Regions from separate parts of the Sus scrofa genome. Here region 2 is linked to region 1. The links are chromatin contacts, called in public Hi-C maps. All regions are on one chromosome and are shown on one strand. The core of a region is the stretch at or near the end of the contact, and the rest is flanking DNA. Distances in the headings are between cores, read along the strand shown. Region 1 overlaps CD200R1L (CD200 receptor 1-like). Region 2 overlaps SLC35A5 (probable UDP-sugar transporter protein SLC35A5).

Region 1 (7,426 bases), core at 2,143-4,642:
TGCTGTGGCTCTGGTGTAGGCTGGCAGTTGTAGCCCCAATTCGATCCCTAGCCTGGGAACTTTCATATGCCTGCCACAAGTGTGGCCCTAAAAATATAAAAGACCAAAAAAAAAAAAAAGATTTCACAGTGAAGAAGATAGGCAAATAAGCAGATCACTAAAATCCAGTATTGATGTATTAAAAAAGGTATATACCTTTAGCAATCAAAGGAAGGAATACTCAGTTCTTACTGAAGATGTGGCTTGTAGTTAAGGAAAAGCATTGGGTACATTATGAGGCTTTCAGCTGCAAGAAACAAAGTAGGACTCTGACAGTTAATAAGGTCATTTACTATTTTACATAAGAAGGCATCCAGAAGTAGGGCCAACTTCAAGTCTGGTTGTTTCAATGGCTTTACAAAGCCTTCAAGACTGGATTTTATCCTTTCTCTGCTCTGCTATCATCAGTGTCAGTGTTTGCTTCATCCTCAAGCTGGACGTGAGTAGGTAGCAGCCATCCCAAGGCTGTAGCCAGACACAGCATGCCCAGAGGAAGAAGCCTGACCATTTCTTCCCCAAACCCATTTCTTCCTCTGAAGAGTGAGGACCAAGAGCCCCCATAGGCTTCCTCTCTTGTCTGATTGGTCAAAGTCACAGATACAATCTCTAGCAAAGGGGCTGAGATTATGCTTACACTAATTAGGCCTTTCATAGAGCTGGGCTAAGGTCAGTGCCTTTCACCAAGCATTCACCCTGGTGGGAGGGAGTGACTAGAGACCTGACCAAATTAGGGACTCTGTTAAGAAAGCAGAACTTGAGAATGCATGTGAAGCCTGGATGAAGATGATAATGGTCAAACTGAGTCCTAAAATATGCAGAGGAATGCTACAGGTAGACAAGGGCAGGGAAGAGAAGACATCATGGATAAAGGCAGGGAGCTGTGACAGGGTGTGTCTCTTTCAGGGCAATGGAGAAACTGTATCATCTCCTCACACAAGTCCCACATTTCATGAAGTCATCTGGGGACAGAAGATTGCTATTCTACTGAGAATGCCAGGAGTTTTGCAGATCCAGCAAATCTTGATGAATTTATCACATTTTCTGAACAGAATGTCCAAATCTTCTGACTGATTCACCCAACACTCATTTTAAGATCACACAAGGAGCCAAGAACATTGGTTGCACACAGTGGAGAATCAAAGAGAGGCAGGAGGCTTCAGGCTGGAGCAGCAGTGGTCGGCTGGATGACATCACTCATTTTTGAAGGGTAGGACTCATCTCTGGGCTGGGTAAAACTGACAGAGTTGAGATACTTCTCCTGGTCTGGTGTCCCTTCATGAAATATGAAAATAAACGATTGAAGACAGTGTTTTGAGGATAATCGTTCCATATTTATAAATGTCCTTGGGAAGGGTGCTATAGAAATGCAAAGTCTTGTTATTCATTCCACCTTCTTGCAAATGGCCCTTGAGCCCACATGGTATGTAGGAAAAAAGTTCCTGATGTATCCTTCCCTAAAACTTTTCTTCTACTTAATACACAGAGCCCCTACACAGAGACACCTCAGACATAGTTTCCCATTTCTAGTCATGTCCATTTTTCTCTAAACCTCCCCACACTGAGGAGAGAGCTCCTTAGAGGTATGGAAATCACCAGAGAGGAAAGAAATGATCATCTCACCCCAGGTAGAAGGAGACCACAGGACTAATCAAGAGAAACTGCTTTTTTTTTTTTTTTTTTTTTTTTTTTGCTTTTTAGGGCCACGTCCACGGCATATGGATGTTCCTAAGCTAGGGGTTGAATCAGAACTGCAACTGCTGGCCACAGCCACAGCCACAGCAGTGTGGGAATTTGAGCTGCATCTGTGACTTACACCACAGCTCACGGCAATGCTGGATCCCCAACCCACTGAGTGAGGCCAGGGATTGAACCTGAATCCTCACGGATACTAGTCAGATGCAATTCCACTATGCCACCATGGGAACTCCAAAAACTTTAAATTTAACCAAGAGGGAGAGAAAAAAAAATGCACAGGCTCAAAATCAGAAAAAATACATAAATTTAAACAAGATACACTAAAATAAGAAGAAATGTGAAGTTCTATCAAATGTTAAGATGCTTAGGGGAGGAGAAATGAATTATGTTTCAAATTGCTATTATGACTTGCCTGTTAAGAGGAATATGATCCTTCCGGGAAAACAGTTGTATGTGACCATGAGATTAATCATTTATCTAGATCCTTAACATGATGAAATGGACATCTTTTCATATTCTCTTTTATGCTATCTTTATGAAAATGGAGAGCAAGAGACCTATTGAGCAGGGTAGTTTGTGGCCGACACAAGAGTATCCCTTTGTTTCTGAAAGTCATTGTGCCTACTGCACAGTTTCCTGGGGTTCCATGGAAGTCACAGACCCTGGAGAGGAAGCAGGTCTCCTCCTTTGTGAGTGCTATGTGGACAGGTCGTGCTACTGGAAAGATGAAGTTTGTATGTTGCTGCTGACCCTTGGAATGGAGGTAAGCATCTTAGTACAACTGAATGATGCTCTGGGGGAGATAGGAGATGGACAATGTTGTGTATTTTGTGTCTGACTACATGAGTGTACAGTTTGTTTACAGTTAATGCACTTCCAGTTTAAGGCTTCTGACCTGAGGACACCAGCTGCTACATAACACCTTTTCAAAAAAATTCTCCCACAGATTTTCCCATATTCCGTGCAATGGAAAATCACAACACAACACATTTACAAGATATTGAAAACCAAGGAACGGCCCAAGATGTCAGCTCCAAGGAACTACAGTAAACGTCTGGGGACTAGAAAGAATGATTAAACAACTAGCATTCCAACAAGAAGCATCTGTCTTTTGTCATTCTCCCCAAAGCAACATAAAATATGCAGAGGAAGGCAGCCATTTCAGTGGGGGCGCAAGAGGTCAGCTGTTTGTAACATTTTCCACCATTCCCTTACAACTAAAACCCAAATCCCATTACTTTCTGACTGCCTATCAAAGGAGGCTGTTTTCAGATGCAGCCTAAGGAGGACTAATCGCTATCCATGGTTCCCTGTGGCAGCCTCTGCCTCCTGGAGGATGATTAAATGGCAGAGCCTAGAGAGGAGCTGGATGTGAAACCTTATCCCTATGCCAAATTCCCCTTGGGTATTTAAATTTTTTGTTTGTTTGTTTTTTTCTTTTGATTTTTTTTTTTTCAGATTTCTATCCAAAACATGCTTTCTTTGGCAGTCTCCCCAAAGGGCTGTGAAGTCAATGCATAAACTATCCAACTCTTACCTCCACAGGATGGTAAAATAGACTTAAGAGTCTCAAACTGCCGCTGTTGTCAGGCAAGAGCTCTGGCCAGCGGAAAGCAGCAGATACACTGGCAGTGCACACGCATAGGCTGGAGGATCACAGAGCAATCCATCAGCAGACTGTCATCAACACTGAGGGCGAGGCTATCTATGTTCATCCAATCACTCCAAATCTTTACTCAGTTTCTCATGGTTAATAGTCTTCTTTTAGTTAATGGCTACTTGTCAAGGAAACTAGGAAATGTCGAATTTATCACTATATTTTCTTGTTTATGGGTAAAATATTAGGGTAGTTCCACCCTATCTTTGCAATCTGATTTTCTACTACATTTGCTTCTCTTATTCTTATGCACAGACCTACTATCCAGCTTTCTCAGAAATTCCTCCCCAGCCCTTTCTGGTTGCATTTTCTGCCTGGCTTGTTCTGTCTCTCCTTACTCCCATCCCTGCCTTTCAAAAGGCTACACTCTCTCCAATGCTACTACTTTAACAGGCACTACAGACAGATTCTTATTGTACCAATCTTGTTGTGGCAAAGGCAGTCTCAGTTCCAAAGAGCCAGGCAGATGGGAACAGGCTTTTCTCCACAAATGCCTATGGGACAAATGACTGGAGGACCACATGCTTCCTTAACTACCATCACATTTCAATGCAGCCATGGTGGAAGAGAGGATGGAAGGGCCTGATGCACTGGAGTAATTTTTTTCATGCTATTAGAATGAGTATGAATGAGCACTCTAAACATAAATGATTTCTCTTTGTAATTCAGGGTAGAGCTAAACTTTTTAAACTCTATCTACACATTCCAACAGATACATAGAAAAGGTCTGGAAGATTACAAGCATACACAGAAAACTAGGTAGAAGGGAAGGGAGGCTTTAGCTTGATCTGTAATGTTTGGATTTTGTACCAACAATGTATCCATGTACTCTGTGTAATTAAAAATAAGAGCTTTTGGAGTCTCTTGTGGTGCAGCCAGTGAAGGATCTAGCATTGTCACTTCTGTGGCTCAGGTAGCTGCTGTGACGTGGGTTTGATCCCTGGCCTGGGAATTTCCACATGCTACTGGCATGGCCAAAAATAAAAAATAAAACACATGTGAAAATTAAAATATTGAATGAATGCATTAAAATAATTTAATGAATAGATAATACAGATTTAAAGAGTGTAGCATTTAAAAAAAATAAGAATTTCCAAAAGATTTAAAAAATAAAAAGTAATCAATCCTAGGTACTTTCTTGTGAAAAGGTAGGGAAAGACTTGTAGGATTTACTAAGGCCATGTAAATGGGCTGAGTTTGAAGCTGAGGATGAGCATAATAAGCTTGGGATGAAGCAAGTGAAATTTGACATATAGGCGCAGCTGTGACTCTGCATTATTTATTCTTCATACAGGTGATTTCTCTGGCTTCCCTGAATATCTGTTTACCAGCCTAAAGAATTTATGATTGAAACTCAAGTATTAATCAAAGGCACATGAGGAAAGAGATGAAACATACAATCCAAGTTCTGCCATGGATATGCCTTTTTAATTAGAGAAACAGTATGAAAATCTGATATTTATGACTGTCTCATACTTTCAAAGCTGGTTTCAGTTCCATGTATTTTAAGTTGTATGTAAATAAATTTCATTTTCTAAGAATCCTTGCTTTAACCAGTATGGCTTTTTAATTAATTTTTTCATTTTTTTGGGGGGGCTATTTTAGGGCCACACCCATGGCATAGTCAGGTTCCTAGGCTAGGGGTCAAATCAGAGCTACAGCTGCTGGGATCCAAGCCACCTCTGCGACCTACACCACAGCCCACCGCAACGCCAGATCCCCAACACAGTGAGCAAGGCCAGGGATTGAACCTGAATCTTCACGGATCCTAACTGGGTTTGTTAATCACTCAGCCATAAAGTGAACTCTGTTTTTCATTTCTTGATGCCTCTGTTTTTTGAGGTACATGAAAGGTTAGAAATAACTTAGAGTTCTCTTATGGCAAAGTGGGTTTAGAATACGGCATTGTCATTGAAGTGGCCCAGGAAATTTCATGTGTTGTGGGCCCAGCCAAAAAAAAGAAAAGAAATAATTTTAATAAGCCTGTAATTATAAAGATACTGAACAAAAATAATGTTTCACTTATAAATCACCAGTGTTTGAGGATTCCAAACTCCTGTCTCATTGATGAATACCTACAATGGTTTATTTTAAATAGACTATGTCCTGTAACATTTTTATTTCCATTTCATGACTCAGCTTCTCCCTGACAATTAAAGGTATCCTTAAAGATGGATTCAATGGCCAGAATGAGGTTATCTTCTCTCTCAGACAATTTTTCTTTGGTTACACCCACAGCATAAAGAAGTTCCCAGGACAGGCATCGAACTTTGCCACAGCAGTGACTTGAGAAATGACAGTGACAACGTCAGATCCTTAACCCGCTGTCACCATGGAACTCTTCTCAGACTATTTTTATTGGTGGTAGCCTTTTGTTGTATCTGATGCCCTTGTGATTTCCATGGCACTTACAATGATACAGTGTACATACAACAGATGATGATTTAACACAAAAGAAGTTTATTAAGGACTATTGGGTGGCTCATGGAATCTCTGTGGCTAGAAAACCAGTATTGGGAAATGGCAGGAAGAAACTAGTCTAATGAGGAAGACCACTGCTACCTCAGCTGCTGGTCCATAGTGTATGCTGTCGGTTAGAATACCACCATTACTGCCACTGGGTATGAGACACTTCCTCTGTCCTTGTCTTCCTGTTTCCATCACTAGCTCTTGATTCAAGACCCTGGATAAATAAGAACACTTGGCAAATCATATCTGGAGCACTTGGTAACAGCTGCCAGAAGAAGTGGCGAAGTAGTTATCTTGCATTTTCTGAGTCTAGAGTAGAAGGAAAAGCTCTTCTTCTTACCAAGATCAAGAAAGTGGAGAATTGTAAATATAGGAGGGAAGTTCAAAGGCCAAGGAGTATCAAAAACCTAAAAAATGTTTGCCACAGGGATTAAAGTGGAACTTTTTTACATTTATTGACCTTGAAAGGTTCATAAACACTGGCTCTGTGAATATTGGGTTTTAAATGCTTACTTGGGTGTATTAGTTATCAATTGCTGCGTAACAAATCGCATCCCCAAACCTAGCAGTTTAAAACAAAAAGAGGCATTTATTATTTCAAATCGTTTCTGTGAGTCAAATTCAGGATCAGCTTAGCTAGTTTTGGCTTAGGGTCTCTTATGAGCTTGTAATCAAGACGTCAGCTGGGACTACAGTTATCTGAAGGCTTGACTGGAGCTAAAGGATCCATTTCTAAAAAGGTTCCCTTACATGCTAAAAATTGATGCCTGGGGTTGATAGGAAGCCTCTGTTCCCCCCCCCCCCAAAGAGATCTCTCTATAGGGCTATTTGAGAGTCCTCATTGCTGATTTAAGAGATAGCAAAGCAGAAGCTGCAATGTCTTCTATGACATTTCTGCACAATATTCTACTGGCTACACAGGTCAGTTCTATTCAGTATAGGAAAGGGTGACACTGGGACATGAACACCAGGAGTAGGGGATCATTGGTGACTGGCAATCCCACTAAGTGAAATAGAAATTTGAGAATTATCTGGTTAATTTCATAATCAAAGTGGAAAGTCAAATAGATTCACTAGCCATATAACTCTGAGCTACGTAGGCAGAAATTTGGAATGAAGTTCTCATATTTACATCATTTGAAGGCCAAAAACTTTGCTGAATCTACAAAGTTATAATGATCAAACAAAGCCCAGAAATTGAAAGTGTCTCACAAAATAGATTCAAGAATTTTTTTCATTTGAAGCCAGTTTGGAATTTCTTCATCAAAAGATACTTCCTGTTACTCTTCCAAAGCTGTCAGAATAAAATGAGAAATTAGAAAAGTAATGGGATTTTTTTCTTCTTGGTGCATTATTTGTTTGGAATTCTATCTTACTGGAAACTTTTAAAATTATTTTAAAATATTAGATTATGTTCACCTAATATTATGAGCAGTCAGGCAGTTTTGGACATGGATGATAAAAGATAACGACCATCATTTTTCATGCTAGCCGAAGTCCTAGCCTTTTTCATGTTGACCTCTCCTGAACTTGATTCACTCTCTTTTTACCCTTTTGTTCTCATGA
Region 2 (7,426 bases), core at 2,311-4,810, 190 kb after region 1:
TTAGCCTGACTTATTACCAAAGCAGGGGGCTCAGTCTCAAATGGAGGGACAAAGCAAAACAAGTGATACCCCCTCCTCACAAACAGGAGACACCCTGGGGTATCTTTATAGAACTGACTCTCAAAGCAGGAGTTTCAACCAAGAGGAAAAATACACACCCAGGAAATTACACTTCATCGTGATTTGCTGTGGTCCTGCTTCCGCTCCATCTTCTTGAAGCAGCTTCTAGTCTTTAGCAGAACTTCAAAGATGGCATTTAGGGTCCAGCTAAAGAGCAACTGGGGAAGGAAGGTTTTACCTACAACACTTTGTGACAAATATTGGGCCTGATGAGAATGTTAAACTTTGTTTAAAGATGAGTACACAGGAGTTCCTGTCATGGCTCAGTGGTTAATGAATCTGACTAGGAATCATGAGGTTTCGGGTTCGATCCCTGGCCTTGCTCAGTGGGTTAAGGATCTGGCATTACCATGAGCTGTGGTGTAGGTAGCAGACGTGGCCCTGGATCTGGCAGCACTGCTGTGGCTCTGGCATAGGCTGGCGGCTACAGCTCCAATTCGACCCCTAGCCTGGGAACCTCCATATGCCACGGGCGCAGCCCTAGAAAAGACAAAAAAAAAAAAAAAAAAAAAAAAGAAAAAAGAAAGAAAAGATGAGTACACAAAGTTTATAGAAAGGATTTATACAAAAGACATCCATGCACCGAGGCTCAAAAAACAGCTCACCTACAAAAAGGAAACAAATTATACGCACACACGCATACATAACATATATAATACAGCAGGGAAATATTTAACTTCTTGGTAACACTAAATGATAAAAAAGAGATTTCTGATGAAAAAAAAGTGACTTAAGAATTATTTTTAGGGAAAGTCATCATTTATATTAAATGGCTATATAAATTAATAAAAATGTAAAACCTCTTTGAGCAATAACATGACTAAAAATCTTGCACTTAGTAAATAGCTATTAGATGCGGAAAAAAATAAATAAATAAAACCTCAGGAAGAGTATCTGCCAAAAACACTTTCAGAAGAGAAAAGTCTATTTTAAGACAGCTCCCAGCTGAGAAATGAACTGCCATTTAAAATTTATGAATAAGTTATATCATGCACAAATAAAGTTTAATTAGCTGTGATAATGGGATTACAAACTAAAAGCCAACCTATTAATTCTTGAAAGAAAAGGTGCAAAGGAAAACATTTAAAAAGAACTTCCAAATTACATTGTATTCATGACAGCATCAAATCTAAGAGGTACCACATCCTGCTAAGAAACACTCTTAATTAAACAGATTATTTTGTCATTTAGAATTTTCATTTTATATCTTGCTTAAAGAGCTTTTAAAGACTTTATTATGTAGCATTCTCTGATTACATAAAAAAGGAAACTATAAGTTAAATAAATTAAAATATTTCTAAAATGTCTTCCCATTTTGAGGCTGTATCTCTTGAGTCACATTTTGATGCAGCATCATAGACGTCTGAGGTTTTCCAGGCAGAGGGTTCTCTGCACCACTGAGAGATGTGATGATGATGAAGCATTTTAAGAGAATTTCTCTGCTATCTCCAGGGTTTTCTTCTAATCTACTGACATTCATTGTGTAAAATTTTATGCTGGCATGTTCTTAATCTTACCAAGAGGTATTGATAAAAGATTTTCAGACAACAATTAGGACTCTTATCTTCCCCTCAAATGGTCCTTAAGTGGTTTGTTGACTGAAACATCAGGAAGTGGTATTTATCCAGCTATGCCAAATGCCTGCATGTGCAAGCAAAGACAATTTCATCCTTCTGCTAGGGGGGAGCAGCTATATTAACATGCCATTGCTTAAAGCACCCCAATTTCAGAGATGGTAATGTGAAAACACAGGAGTCTTAAAATAGATGAAATCAAGTATAGTAGACCTGGATAAAGTTCTCAGAGCTTATTAAGAAAAACTGGGAGTGGGAGGAAATGTAATACCTAATTTCCCCATCTTTCAGTGAAAGGAGTCAATAACCATATTTTAATTTTTGAGGATGAAACATTTATAAATAAAGTTCTACATTCGTTTAAAATATGTAACAGTAACTACTAGAAATGAAACAGACAAAAATGCAAGTTGAGCAAATCTAAAAAACACCAAAAATCTTTCAAACTGGTTCAAAATATCCAAACCAATACCAACTTTCTCAAAAAAGTTTTTGTACAGAGGACAGGCGAAACAATAATAAATTCAATAAAAATATGCAAATGACAACAGAAAGAGTACAGATCTCATTTTCTAACCAAGTGTATAAAAACTAGAAATTAACAAAAGTATGAGTAAAATCCTTAATGACACTACCCTTGACTCAAAACAGATTTAGAAAATAATGATAATGCTGTATTTTAAAGTCTTTCTGACTAGCCTAAAGTCTACTTACTCCAAGAAATTCTTCTACTAGCTATAAACATGCTCTTCAACAAGCAAGAAAATAAATGCATTTGAAGTAGATCAGATGGAAAAAAGATCAAAACAAACTTTAGAAAAGCAGAACACAATAAACTTCAATAAAGTAAAAATTAATTAGAAAATGCTCATTAACCTATTTAAAAAAATAGAGACACTATTCATACACAAAGTTAAAAATGAGAAAGAAAACACGACTCTGGCAAAAGAGGAAATTAAAAGAATTAAGAGAATGATTCATAAATTCCTAAGCAAATATGTTTGAAAATCTGGATGGTTAATTTTTTGGCATCTGTGTTTTAAATGATCAAGAGTGAACCAAGAAGAGGATGAAGAAGAACCAGAGAATGTTGTAGAAAAAAAAGTGCTTCTCAAAAAAGTACCACGCCTAGGCAATTTTATTGGTGAGTTCTTTCAAAGCTTCAGGGAACACACAAAGCTGACGTTTTAAAAAATCTTTCCAGGGCGTCTCGGCCAATGGGAGTTGGCAGCTTGAGCCACACCACATCCGTGCGGGATTGTTAGGGACATGGGGTGATAAATCCCAGCAGGATTAAATGCATCATCAGCATTGTCAGCAGGTTTCAGTTATCTGGGCAGAGACAGGATGGCGCTTGAAGCAAGTAAAATCGCAAGTGAGGACAGTTCTGCAGGACTGTTAGGGAGTTTATTGTGATTCTATTTGAGCGACATTATCACCTCACTAAACTCCTATCTGAATTGAAAATTGACTGGTTTAATAGCTTGATATTTTAATTGTAAATTTGGTTTTCATATAAAAATTGTAAGCAAGGAGTTTATTCTCCATGTTTGTATCCATTTAAATAATAGTAAGGAAGAAAAAAGGTCTACACTGAGATCTGTGAGAGGTTTTTTGTTTCTGTTAAAGGAAGGATACCTATTACTTGATTTCTGAAAGTCTGCTCTAGGCTTCAGAGAAGGAAAACAACTCTCCTTTGCATTTGACTTTCTCTGCCTCTTATCCACACTAGAATGCTAAGAATTCTCAGGAAAAACCAGGACTTAGGTAAAAGGAGAAGTTGCCAAGGAGGCCCTGGGCTGTTCCGGTCAAGGCCGGGCCTGTACCAGGGCAAAAGTAGTCCCTGCAGCTCCACAGAACCTAATCCAGCACACAAGCAAACAGGGCTTCCACATGGTGGTTTAGAGGCAAAAAGCCTTAGAGTTGTAAACAAAGTAACTCTGCCCCAGAGCCTCCTCTGCACTCCAACTTGAAAACCTACCGCAGCAGGACAGTGCCGGCCGAGGATTTGAGATCCTGGGTCTCAGCCACATCCTGCTTCCCCCCAGGATCAGGCATACTGCTGGACAGAAGCCTGGTCCTTTGACCAGTGACGGAGCTGGAGTCAGGTCACTGCAGGCCACACCTGCGGTCCAACCAAAGGCTATTCAGAAACTATGACAGGAGCAAATTCAGTGCATTAGTGGTAGGTCATAACTGCTTAGAAGAGACTCTAAAATTAGGAAGGGACTTCAATCACTTAGACCAACTTCTGTACTAGTGATGGACTCTCTTCTAAAACATCCTGCTGATAAAATCTCCCCTTGAACACTTGAGTGATGGAGAATTTACTACTATTCTCTCCTACTCTTTAGAAAGGCCTTCTCGTCTGTTGGGAAGCATCATTTGTTAGGAGCGTTACCCTATAACTTGTAGTGTAGTTTGGTTCTTTAGGACAGGAAAGAAGTCTACTTCTCTTTCCACATGACAAATCATTCCTCTCCCCAGGTCAAATGCTTGATCCAAGATGACAGGATATAGTTTCTAGAACTCTCAGCTTCCAATTCCTCTCCTATTAAAACACTGGCACCCACAAAAGCCCAGGCTTTCCTTAGTATCCACAGGGGATTGATTTTAGGACCTACTGCAGTAGCCGGCCCTCTGTGCCTGTAGTTCCATATTCCAGGATTGAACTAACTGATGATCGTGTTGTACTGTATGTATTTATTGAAAAAAAAATCTGTATTTAAATGGACATGTGCAGTTCAAACCTGTGTTGAGAGGTCAAATGTACTGCAGTGCATCTGTATCAGAACTTTACATTTTAGTTCCAGCTCCTTCTCTCTCTCTAAATAATTTGTAAGTTAACATGAGTAAACATCACTCTGGGCAAAAAATGCTTTCCTGAAAAGGAGGGTGGAAAAAGTAACTGTAAATGAGAAAATCAATCTCCACGAACTAGTAGCATCTGCTATTGAATATATTCTGTAGGCCATAATTTTACAAGTAATATTGTTGCAGTTTTATCTGTTGCATAAGATAAATATGTTTTGTAGGCTGTATTTCTTAAAAGTGAGGTCTTCCTATAGCTGATTATATTTACCTTTAAAATGAACTGCCACAAGAAAATAATCTTCCTGTTTCACATAACTCTGGTGGAATGCCTATGACAAAGTAAGCAATTTTGCTATCCTCAGAAGTCAAGATCTACTAAAAGAGAAAGTTTTTAAAAAGTTCTTTTTTTTAAAAAAGTTGTTTTGAAATTAAAAATACTCTGCATTCTACCTCACATGACAGAGCGGCAACACAAGAGAAGGATTTAATAATTACTTTATTTATAAAATTCTACCAATTCTTGCCATTTATATTATTCTGAGTATCACAGATGGATTATATAATATTATCTTTTGCTTATCTGTATGAAAACTAGGGGAAAGGAGATGTATGGACTACACGAAAATGACATCTTAAAGCTCACATTTATAGGGCAGCACTCTGTAAACACACAGCACTGTTAGCTGAAGCTAACTCTTGTCCTATTGCCACCCAGCTGTATGCCTTGGGCAAGTAACTTTTGTTTACTCATTGTTTAAATTACCTATCACCTGATTTCTCTACCTCACAGACTCAATGTGATACATGCAAAAATACCTCAAAAATACCATGCAGTTTAAGCGTGAAATAGAGTTACTATAAGATGATTTATTACTGGCCTTCCTCTTTTTACAGTGACACTATTCACATTTCATTAAAAGTTATTTCTTTGCAAAATGACTCTTTTAAAAGGAACTCTTGGAGTCCTCACTGCGGTGCAGTGGGTTGAGATCCAGAGGTGCTGCAGCTGTGGCACAGGTCGAAGCTGTGGCTTGGATAGGATCCCCGGCCTGGGAACTTCCATATGCCATGGTTGTGGCAAAAAAAAACCAAAAAACAAAAAAAAGGAACGCTTCAGCATTAGTCATACTGACAATCTGGCATGATTCTGAAGCCAGTGCCTCAAACTTTAGGAACAAAATATGATATAAAAATATATAATAATCATAAGTTGTATTTAAGAACTAATTAAAATGGCTTATTAGTTCTCCAAAATAGAATAATTCAAGAGTAATGTGGTCAAGCCGAGAAAAAATCTACCATGGCTGGTTTAGGTGATGGAAAATACAAATAATTGGTGAATAGGCACTAACTTTCACCTAAATTGAAGCTTATTGGTGCAGAAAAACATCAAAAGATAGTCACTAAAAATCAAATTCCGTAGGAATTGCTAAAAACTAAAATTCTGAGATTTTGTTGAAAATTTTTCTTTGGCAAAATATTTAGCACAGACATTACTTTCAAATCAATGTTGTGGGCAGTTATTAAAATCCTTCAAACAAACTTTTGAGGAGTCACACTGCTTTTTAACTGCAAAATGACTATCTCCATGGTGTCAAAATTTAAGGGACAACTTAGGTAATATTTATGATGATAGAAAAGGGAAGACTATGGCATGCCAAGCAAACTACATAATTATGAATATCTGGCAAACTGGTATCCATTTGCATATTAATAGGGTACAGCTCACATGGTTATTACAAGTTTTTTGGAACCTTGGAGAAACAAAGAAAATAATCTGCGAATATAACCTGTTGACCTACCGGGCCATTAATGCAGTCTCTACATTATTACTCTTATGTCAGTTCCTTGGAACTTTTTAGCCTTTGGGTACTCTAAACTTTGGCTGGAATTACTTAGGGAGTGGTCAGATATATGCAAAGAGTTTTACGCTTTAGAAAGGTTCTTGGTTTATCAAAATGCAAAGATAAATATCATACATGCTTAAAATGTGCAAATAAGGTTTGTAAGAACTGCCAACTATTTGGGTACCACTTAGAAAGTATCTTAATCTGACTCAATATCACTGGGTTTGGTAAGTCTTTCCAGTTCTTCTCCATCCTAAAAGGAAACATGAAATCAGTAATTAATTAAAACAAAACTAGAAATGCAGCATTTTAAATGATTGCTAAGGAGAAACTCTACTAATAAATCATGGATTTTATTTCATTAAACCATAATCTGGTTAAATGAAATGAAATACTGGAAAGTTATCTTTTTAGACATAAAATGAGATCATTAAAAATTAGAATGCACCTCAGTACTTTAATTTCAAAGTTAACTAGAGCAAAGTGAGGAGCGCCCCCTGCTGGTTCTGAAGGGAAATAACTAAAGGTTGGAGAAATAAGTATAAACTAGGCCTTGTTACCTAAAATGGTTTTCCTTTTTTTTTTTTTTTTTTGTCTTTTCTAGGGCTGCTCCCACTCCCTTGGCATATGGAGGGTCCCAGGCTAGGGGTCTAATTGGAGCTGTAGCCACCGGCCTACGCCAGAGCCACAGCAACTTGGGATCCGAGCTGTGTCTGGGACCTACACCACAGCTCACGGCAATGCCGGATCCCTAAACCACTGAGAGAGGCCAGGGATCGAACCCGCAACCTCATGGTTCCTAGTCGGATTCGTTAACCACTGAGGCACAATGGGAACTCCTAAACTGGTTTTCTTTAACTTAAAAAGTAGGGCAAGCAGTGTTACTAGACTGTTGAAAAAGAATACAGGACTTAATATAAGAACCTATACTCTCTTTGGCTAAGATAAGGGCATTTGGGACCCAGTCTTCTAATTTTTCATCTTAAGAATCTGTTGTATCATCACTACAGGAGGCATTACTGAGGGAAGTTAGGCCATGAACTCTAATAAGCAAGATTCATTTCCCCATAG

The links. Hi-C and Micro-C count contacts between places; a contact is called where the count stands out from the background.
Region 2: a contact with region 1 is called in a Hi-C map of retroperitoneal adipose tissue, with 2.3 times the contacts expected there. The contact joins two enhancer-like sites. A contact is called at or near these places in 12 of 47 Hi-C or Micro-C datasets (alveolar macrophages, brain, embryonic fibroblasts and 6 more) and 2 of 2 datasets of contacts at active chromatin or transcription factors (alveolar macrophages and skeletal muscle).

Annotation. Positions count from the first base shown.
Region 1 is chr13:147,065,414-147,072,839 of Sscrofa11.1, forward strand. It overlaps CD200R1L (CD200 receptor 1-like), which reads left to right. Exons shown (of 6, transcript NM_001244415.1): 6 at 943-1,348. The coding sequence ends at 1,027. Among named protein-coding and RNA genes, the nearest start is that of CD200R1L, 45 kb to the left of the region's middle. Within about 2 kb of position 3,393, at least 10 of the 83 cell types and tissues checked have an H3K27ac peak or open chromatin away from gene starts, as enhancers often do. A contact at or near this core is called in omental adipose tissue, retroperitoneal adipose tissue and skeletal muscle, where this site is marked.
Region 2 is chr13:147,252,036-147,259,461 of Sscrofa11.1, forward strand. SLC35A5 (probable UDP-sugar transporter protein SLC35A5) reads right to left here. Exons shown (of 7, transcript XM_013982457.2): 7 at 667-6,608. The coding sequence ends at 6,555. Among named protein-coding and RNA genes, the nearest start is that of ATG3, 23 kb to the right of the region's middle. Within about 2 kb of position 3,561, at least 17 of the 83 cell types and tissues checked have an H3K27ac peak or open chromatin away from gene starts, as enhancers often do. A contact at or near this core is called in omental adipose tissue, retroperitoneal adipose tissue and skeletal muscle, where this site is marked.